2 separate regions of the Mus musculus genome follow, and region 1 is linked to region 2. The links are chromatin contacts, called in public HiChIP or PLAC-seq maps. All regions are on one chromosome and are shown on one strand. Each heading gives the region's core, a stretch centred on a gene start, on an enhancer-like site or on the middle of the called end of the contact. The rest is flanking DNA. Distances are from core to core; before and after follow the strand shown.

Region 1 (3,152 bases), core at 84-2,583, 270 kb after region 2:
ATTCAGAAATGCAAGTGCGATACTCGTAGCATCTTTAACAAAAATGCTTTGCCCACAGACTGTAGGCTAGTTGAGCAACACAAGTTTAAAGAGCCTACTAGGAGTTCCCCATGGCTTCCAGGGCTTATGCCCTTGATGCTTGGATTTTGTACTGTTAAACGTTAAAATGAGCCTTGATTTTGCAGGGCGGACCGGTATCTTATCTCACTGTTTTATTTTGTACATTTCAGCCTCCCACTTGCAAGCATCCTTACTCAATTTAGAAAATCTCAAAACCCTCTGAACTTTATCTTACCCGCTTTGCCCATTTTGTAGTGTTCCAGGGGGAACAAAGAGGCAAGATTATCCAATAAAATGCAGGCCAGTTTTATCACGAAGGAAAAATGCCCCAAACGCCATACCTGAAATCATTATCACTCCCATCTCAAAAAAATTCTTGTGGGAAACAAGATGTAACTTGCCAACAGTCTTCGTGCAAGGGAAGCCAAGTTTCGCGCTGGCCAAATTCCATAATATGAAATACCTGTAGACATCCTCTTCTTCTTTGCCTGTTAACCTTCTCCATTTACTAATGGCTGAAGTTTTGCTGAAACTGAGACTACACACATTTTTTTTCACAAGCCTGGCCCACGGAAAGAGTTCCAATCGTCAGCCTATAGTCCTAGCTTTGTCCTAAACGACAACAAAACCAAAATGCTTTACAGGACCGAGCCCGTAAGGAATAAGAGGATCATCTAAGCAATACGATGACTCCGGTTTTGCTTGACTGATTAACTTGGCCAGATATCAGATGAACCTTCTAATAATATCTTGGAGTATAGTCTTTATTTTTAGCATGAAGTTTCATGCTAGAAACACATCAGGCAGTTTTGCTATTAATATCTCTAATATATGTATGGGCAGACTTAAGTGTGTTCTTTAGACAAGTTGAAGGATACTGTGGTGGTACCTATCTACTTAGGCTCCTGCCCAGTCCTCAGTGTATGTGAGAAGATCTATCAGAGGGACTCTTTGCCCTTCTGTCTCCTTGTCATACGGAAAATGTATTTCTACTGCAGGATCAAGCACAGGGATGCCAGGAAAGACCATCTATTCAGGGATCCAGCAGATGTTTCAGGAGCAACTGATTTATTGATGGTCAAGTTATGCTGCCTTCTCTCCCCTCACACTTCATGACTGTATCTAGCCACAGTATTTTGGGGCATTTTCTCAGATCTGCAACAGGAAAGACCCCTTTGAGTCATCTGATAATTCTGAGAGCACATTCTTCTTTACCTGTGTCTTACTTGTGCTTAAAAGCTTGTCTCTACGTATAATGCATATGTAGAGAACTTATCCCAAGCCACAAGTATGCATCCATGGAATACCAGTGCTGTTGCTCATAACCTTCTGTAAGAATGTGGTCTTGATTTTCACAATGCACACATTTTTTTTTTCCTGTTGAATTTGAATGTAACTCTTAAAGGGCATATTTACAGTGATATCTAACTTTGAATTCTATCCATTTGCATATCCACAATAATTTAAAACTCATTTTAAATATCTTTTCTGACCTTTCTTTAACCTATTCATAGGTAAAACTTTATAAGCATCTTAAGTTATTATCAGTTCATGTTATTCTAGGCTAGTGCATATTCCACTAGGAACATGTTAATGTGCAAAATAAAATCACTGAGAAAATGTCCCTCTAATATGGAAACTTGATAATAATTCAATTTTAGAGGGAAAAAACCCTCTTCCTTCTATATGAAGATAAATACAATTATACATTTATTCATTTAGTTCTAATTTCTAGCATCTCCACCAATCATTCATAAGAAATTAGTTAAATTGAAAGTCCAGAAAGAAATATTTAAGAACACATTGAGATAGTTTCTGCAAATTCAAATCAATGTTCTTTTAAGTCTTTTCTATATTTACATCCTAAATGCTCCCCCATCTCAGTTCCCCCCTCCCAGAGTTCTTCACATCATCCCCCCTCCCTTCTGCCTCTGAGAGGATGCTCTAACACCCCCCCCAGCATCATAAATAGGAGAAATTTTAAAATCTCACAATCAGCAGCAATCATATTCTGGAAGTATACTATGTATTTTATTTGGAGACCTGAAGTACCACATTTTAGAAATGATTTTTTTTTTTGTGGATGTTGAGATAGGGAAGATGTTTTATATAAAGTACTGGTAATTCGTTGCACTGTTTTCCTTAGAGCACCATTACCAAAGTTTTGCTCTATTATATAAATATCTGAAAAGGTAAGCTTGCAGTGAATGTCTCCCCAACAACTTGGTCTTCCTTTTTGTTTGTTTGTTTAGTTGTTTTCATACATACAGCATATTTTGATTATATTCCTCCCCCTCGCCCAACTACCCCCAACCTCCCTACCCACCCAACTTTGTCTCTGCCCCCACCTCTCCCTTCCTCAAGAAAAAAAGGAAAGGAAAGAAAAAAAAAACAGAAAGACAAAACATATTAGAACCAAGGGCGGGGGAGAAATCACACCAAAAAAACCACGAAGTCTGTTTTGCGTTGGCCAGCTTTGCCTGAGCATGAGGGCTTGTCCTGGCATGTGGTTGATAGACTTGGTGACATCCTGGTAATCTTAATGGTGATTAGTGCACCAATTGAGGGCACCAATGGCATTTGGTAGCAGCCACTCGTGTGTGAAAGGCCCGGTTTGCAGCACTCTTGCTGTATGACCTCTGACTGCTGTATGAACTCCTCGCAGTTCGGGTTTCATCTGCAACATGCAGGTAACACAACCTAGTTCACAAGCTTGCACATGGCACAATAAGATGACTAGAAAACCCAGAAATCAGTAGAGCCTAATGAGAGGAACATGAAGCCCAAATATGGGGTCAGTCCTGCACCCCATTGTGTTTTCCCTGGTACCCAGAAAATGTAATTTACATTCTCCAGACGGTCTGGCCTCACGCTGAAGCTATCATGTGGACAAGTACAATACCTAACACAGTCCTGACTCGGTGCTATGCTCATATTAAATGACAGCTGTTGCTATGAGGATGCTTGTCTAAAGAGAAGTGGACTCTAATGACCTGTTTATTTCTTTAAAAAAGGCATATTGTAGTTCGATCCCTCATGGGAATCTTTCACTTCCCTCCCTATATATTATGAGTGACCAAACTCTATCCAAG
Region 2 (2,931 bases), core at 388-2,887:
AACCAAAAATGGCAGCTCATGCTGCTGAGGATGTGGATAAAGGGGCGTAGTCCTCCACTGTTGGTGGGAATGAAAACGTATATATTCACTATAGAAAAATATGGAGGATTCTCAGAAAATTGAGAATCTATCTACGTCTAGACCCAGCTACATTGCTCTTGGGCATATACCCAAAGGATACCCTATCCTACCATAAGGACACTTGCTAAACTCTGTTCATAAATGCTTTATTTACAATAGCCAGAAACTGGGAACAACCTAGATGTCCCTCAACCAAAGAATGGATTAAAAAATGGGGTTCATTTATATAATGGAGTATTACTCAGCTGTTAAAAACAATCACATCATGAAATTTGTAGGCAAAAGGACAGAACTAGAAAAAAAAATCCTCCTGAGAAAGGTAACCTAGACCCAGAAACACAAACATGGTACGTACTCACAAATGGATATTATCTAAAAAGTATAAGATAATCATGCTATAATCCATAGATTCAGAGAAGCTAAGTAACATGAAGGGCTCAAGGGTGGGACACATGCATCTCGCTGGAAACAGGAAATAGATTTTGAGTGTGAAGTGAGGACAAATGGGGATGCAAACAGGGGGGTTCAAGTTGTGGGGAAACGGAGGGAGGGATGGGAGAGACAGCTGGAAAATTTAGGGAGCATTGTAGAAAACAAGTGCAGTGGAAACTCCTTGGAAACAACAAGAGTGGCCCTAGCAAAGTCTGCTAGTAATGGAGGATATGGATCCTGAACCAGCCATCTTCTATAATAAGGCAAAGCTCCCAACAGTGGGACTGGAATATCAACCCAGACACAAAACCCTTGACCTTCAATACATCCTGTTTGCAATATGTACCGGGTAATGGTGGCCCAGAACTTGTTGGAGTGGCCAAGCAATGACTAGACCAACTAGAGACCCTTGCCATAAGAGGGAGCTGTGGCCTGACACTGAGTGGAAGGTCAGGAAGTAGAGGCTGATCGGTCCAGAGACCAAGGATAGAACCAAATGAAACTGCTGAAAAAAAAGGCAATGAAATGAATCCTAATGATATTATACTATAGTCTTTAAAGTCCTAGCCAGCTAATCAGCCTTGAAGAAGGTTCAGTAAAAGGTTCAGCTCTTTCATACTTTGTCTGTCACAGTAAGAAACAAGTATCCCACACAGAATGTTTCTCTAGCAGCCTCTGAATTGTTTTCTAATGCTCTGTCACAGAATCTTTCTCTTTCTCCAGGCATGTGCTTTTAGTGTGTGGGTCAGGGTTGGAGTATGACAGATTGCAGGTGAGAGTTGAAGGGAGCCTCTGACTTGTCACTGTGGTCAAGGGTCATAGTGCCGTCTTTAGAGAGGCCATCAGTAAATCAAAGCAAAAAGATAATGTTAAACGTGTAAGGGATTTTAGTAAGAGGGGTTTTGCCATAAAGTATTTTAGTATTTATGGACTACTAAAACATAGCAGCATGTAAAAATATAACAGCAATAGAACAGAGAACCACAACCTGACATGTAGAACCATGCTGCTATACGCATATATGAATATTTCAAATGCAAAATCTGCCTAGAGTATAAAAGCTCTCTTCCTCTGCTGAGTCCAAGCGTCTTTTAGTCATCACTACTTTATGGGGCATGGAATAGCACTGAGATGATTTGCCATTCAAGACATGACAGTACCTAGGTCCCATAAAGCCTACATCCTACAGAGAGCTTTTGCAGGTGGCTCCCTCAATCCTAAAGTAACATCTGATCCCCCCAAAATTAACCCCTGCAGAGCAGTTCCCGAACGTTCTGGAATACCCAACTCTAAATGTCCAATGACAATTAGAAAATTACATGGCACTTGTGTTAAAGTCTCCTGGAATGAACCTGTAATACCACTAATGAGGGAGGGAAGAAAAAGAACTTTTGGATAAATTAAATGGTTAATTGTTTTCGAGAATCTTGGTCCAAACAGGGAAATGCCTCTTCAGAATGGCCCCCATCCTTTGAGGATACATCTGTATAAGAGAAGCAGGGCAAGGATGTGTGACTCAGAAATTCCACTCCCTAGAAGTCGGCATTTTTTCCTCTTAGCTGGGCTCACAGCCAGTGTAGCCACAACCTTAATAGACTAAGTGGAACTTCGAGTCGTATGACATCAGGAGGATAATCGTAAAGATAAACTGAAAATAGTGGGAGATAACTGACCCTCTAATATGACATGGATAAGTACAAATGGTAAGTTGAATTGGAAAACTGGTAAGAAGTTGCCATATGTGGGAAGTGTGAAGATTTGGTTGCTATAAGTGAAACCTCAGACTTTGGAAGGAGGAAAGATCTCGAATGTCATGAACAAATAAGTATAAGTGGAACCATCTTGGAAAGCATGTTGGTTCATACCTATAATCTTAACACTCAAGAACCCAAGGCAGACCATCCTGGGGAACATGGTAAGACCCTGGATGAAATCCCAAAACAAAGTAAAATGGTGACGTCATCCAAACAAAAAAAACTGGTTGGAGAGATACCTTAGTAGGTGGCATCTCTATAACCTAGCACTAGAGAATAGAAGCAGGAGAGATTTTATGGCTAAAATAGTCCAGATGAAGCAGTAAGTTCAAGATTCAGCGAGAGACTCTATCTCAATAAACAAGGTGGACAGTGCTGGAGAAGTCAACCTTTGTCCAGGACACTTGCAGCACAGGTAAGTATTCTGGCACACATATAACAAAACAGACACACACACACACACACACACACAGAGAGAGAGAGAGAGAGAGAGAGAGAGAGAGAGAGAGAGAGAGAGAGGGAGAGAAACAGACCAACAGACAGACAGACATGGGCACATGCACACACTCAGATACCCACCCACAGAGACCTACACAACACACACACACACTCATGGACACATGGACACATAGACACATACACACACTCAGACACCGACCCACAC

What was found. HiChIP or PLAC-seq counts read pairs in DNA pulled down with a chosen protein or histone mark.
Region 1: a contact with region 2 is called in a CTCF HiChIP or PLAC-seq map of the NIH/3T3 cell line, with 5 read pairs. The contact joins two enhancer-like sites. A contact is called at or near these places in 1 of 15 datasets of contacts at CTCF or cohesin (the NIH/3T3 cell line) and 2 of 484 Hi-C or Micro-C datasets (embryonic stem cells and myocytes).

Annotation. Positions count from the first base shown.
Region 1 is chr6:17,494,243-17,497,394 of GRCm38.p6, forward strand. The region is part of intron 3 of Met (met proto-oncogene); the gene reads left to right. Among named protein-coding and RNA genes, the nearest start is that of Met, 32 kb to the left of the region's middle. Within about 2 kb of position 1,334, at least 23 of the 459 cell types and tissues checked have an H3K27ac peak or open chromatin away from gene starts, as enhancers often do. A contact at or near this core is called in the NIH/3T3 cell line, where this site is marked.
Region 2 is chr6:17,223,009-17,225,939 of GRCm38.p6, forward strand. No RefSeq gene overlaps it. Among named protein-coding and RNA genes, the nearest start is that of Gm52892, 25 kb to the left of the region's middle. Within about 2 kb of position 1,638, at least 50 of the 459 cell types and tissues checked have an H3K27ac peak or open chromatin away from gene starts, as enhancers often do. A contact at or near this core is called in the NIH/3T3 cell line, where this site is marked.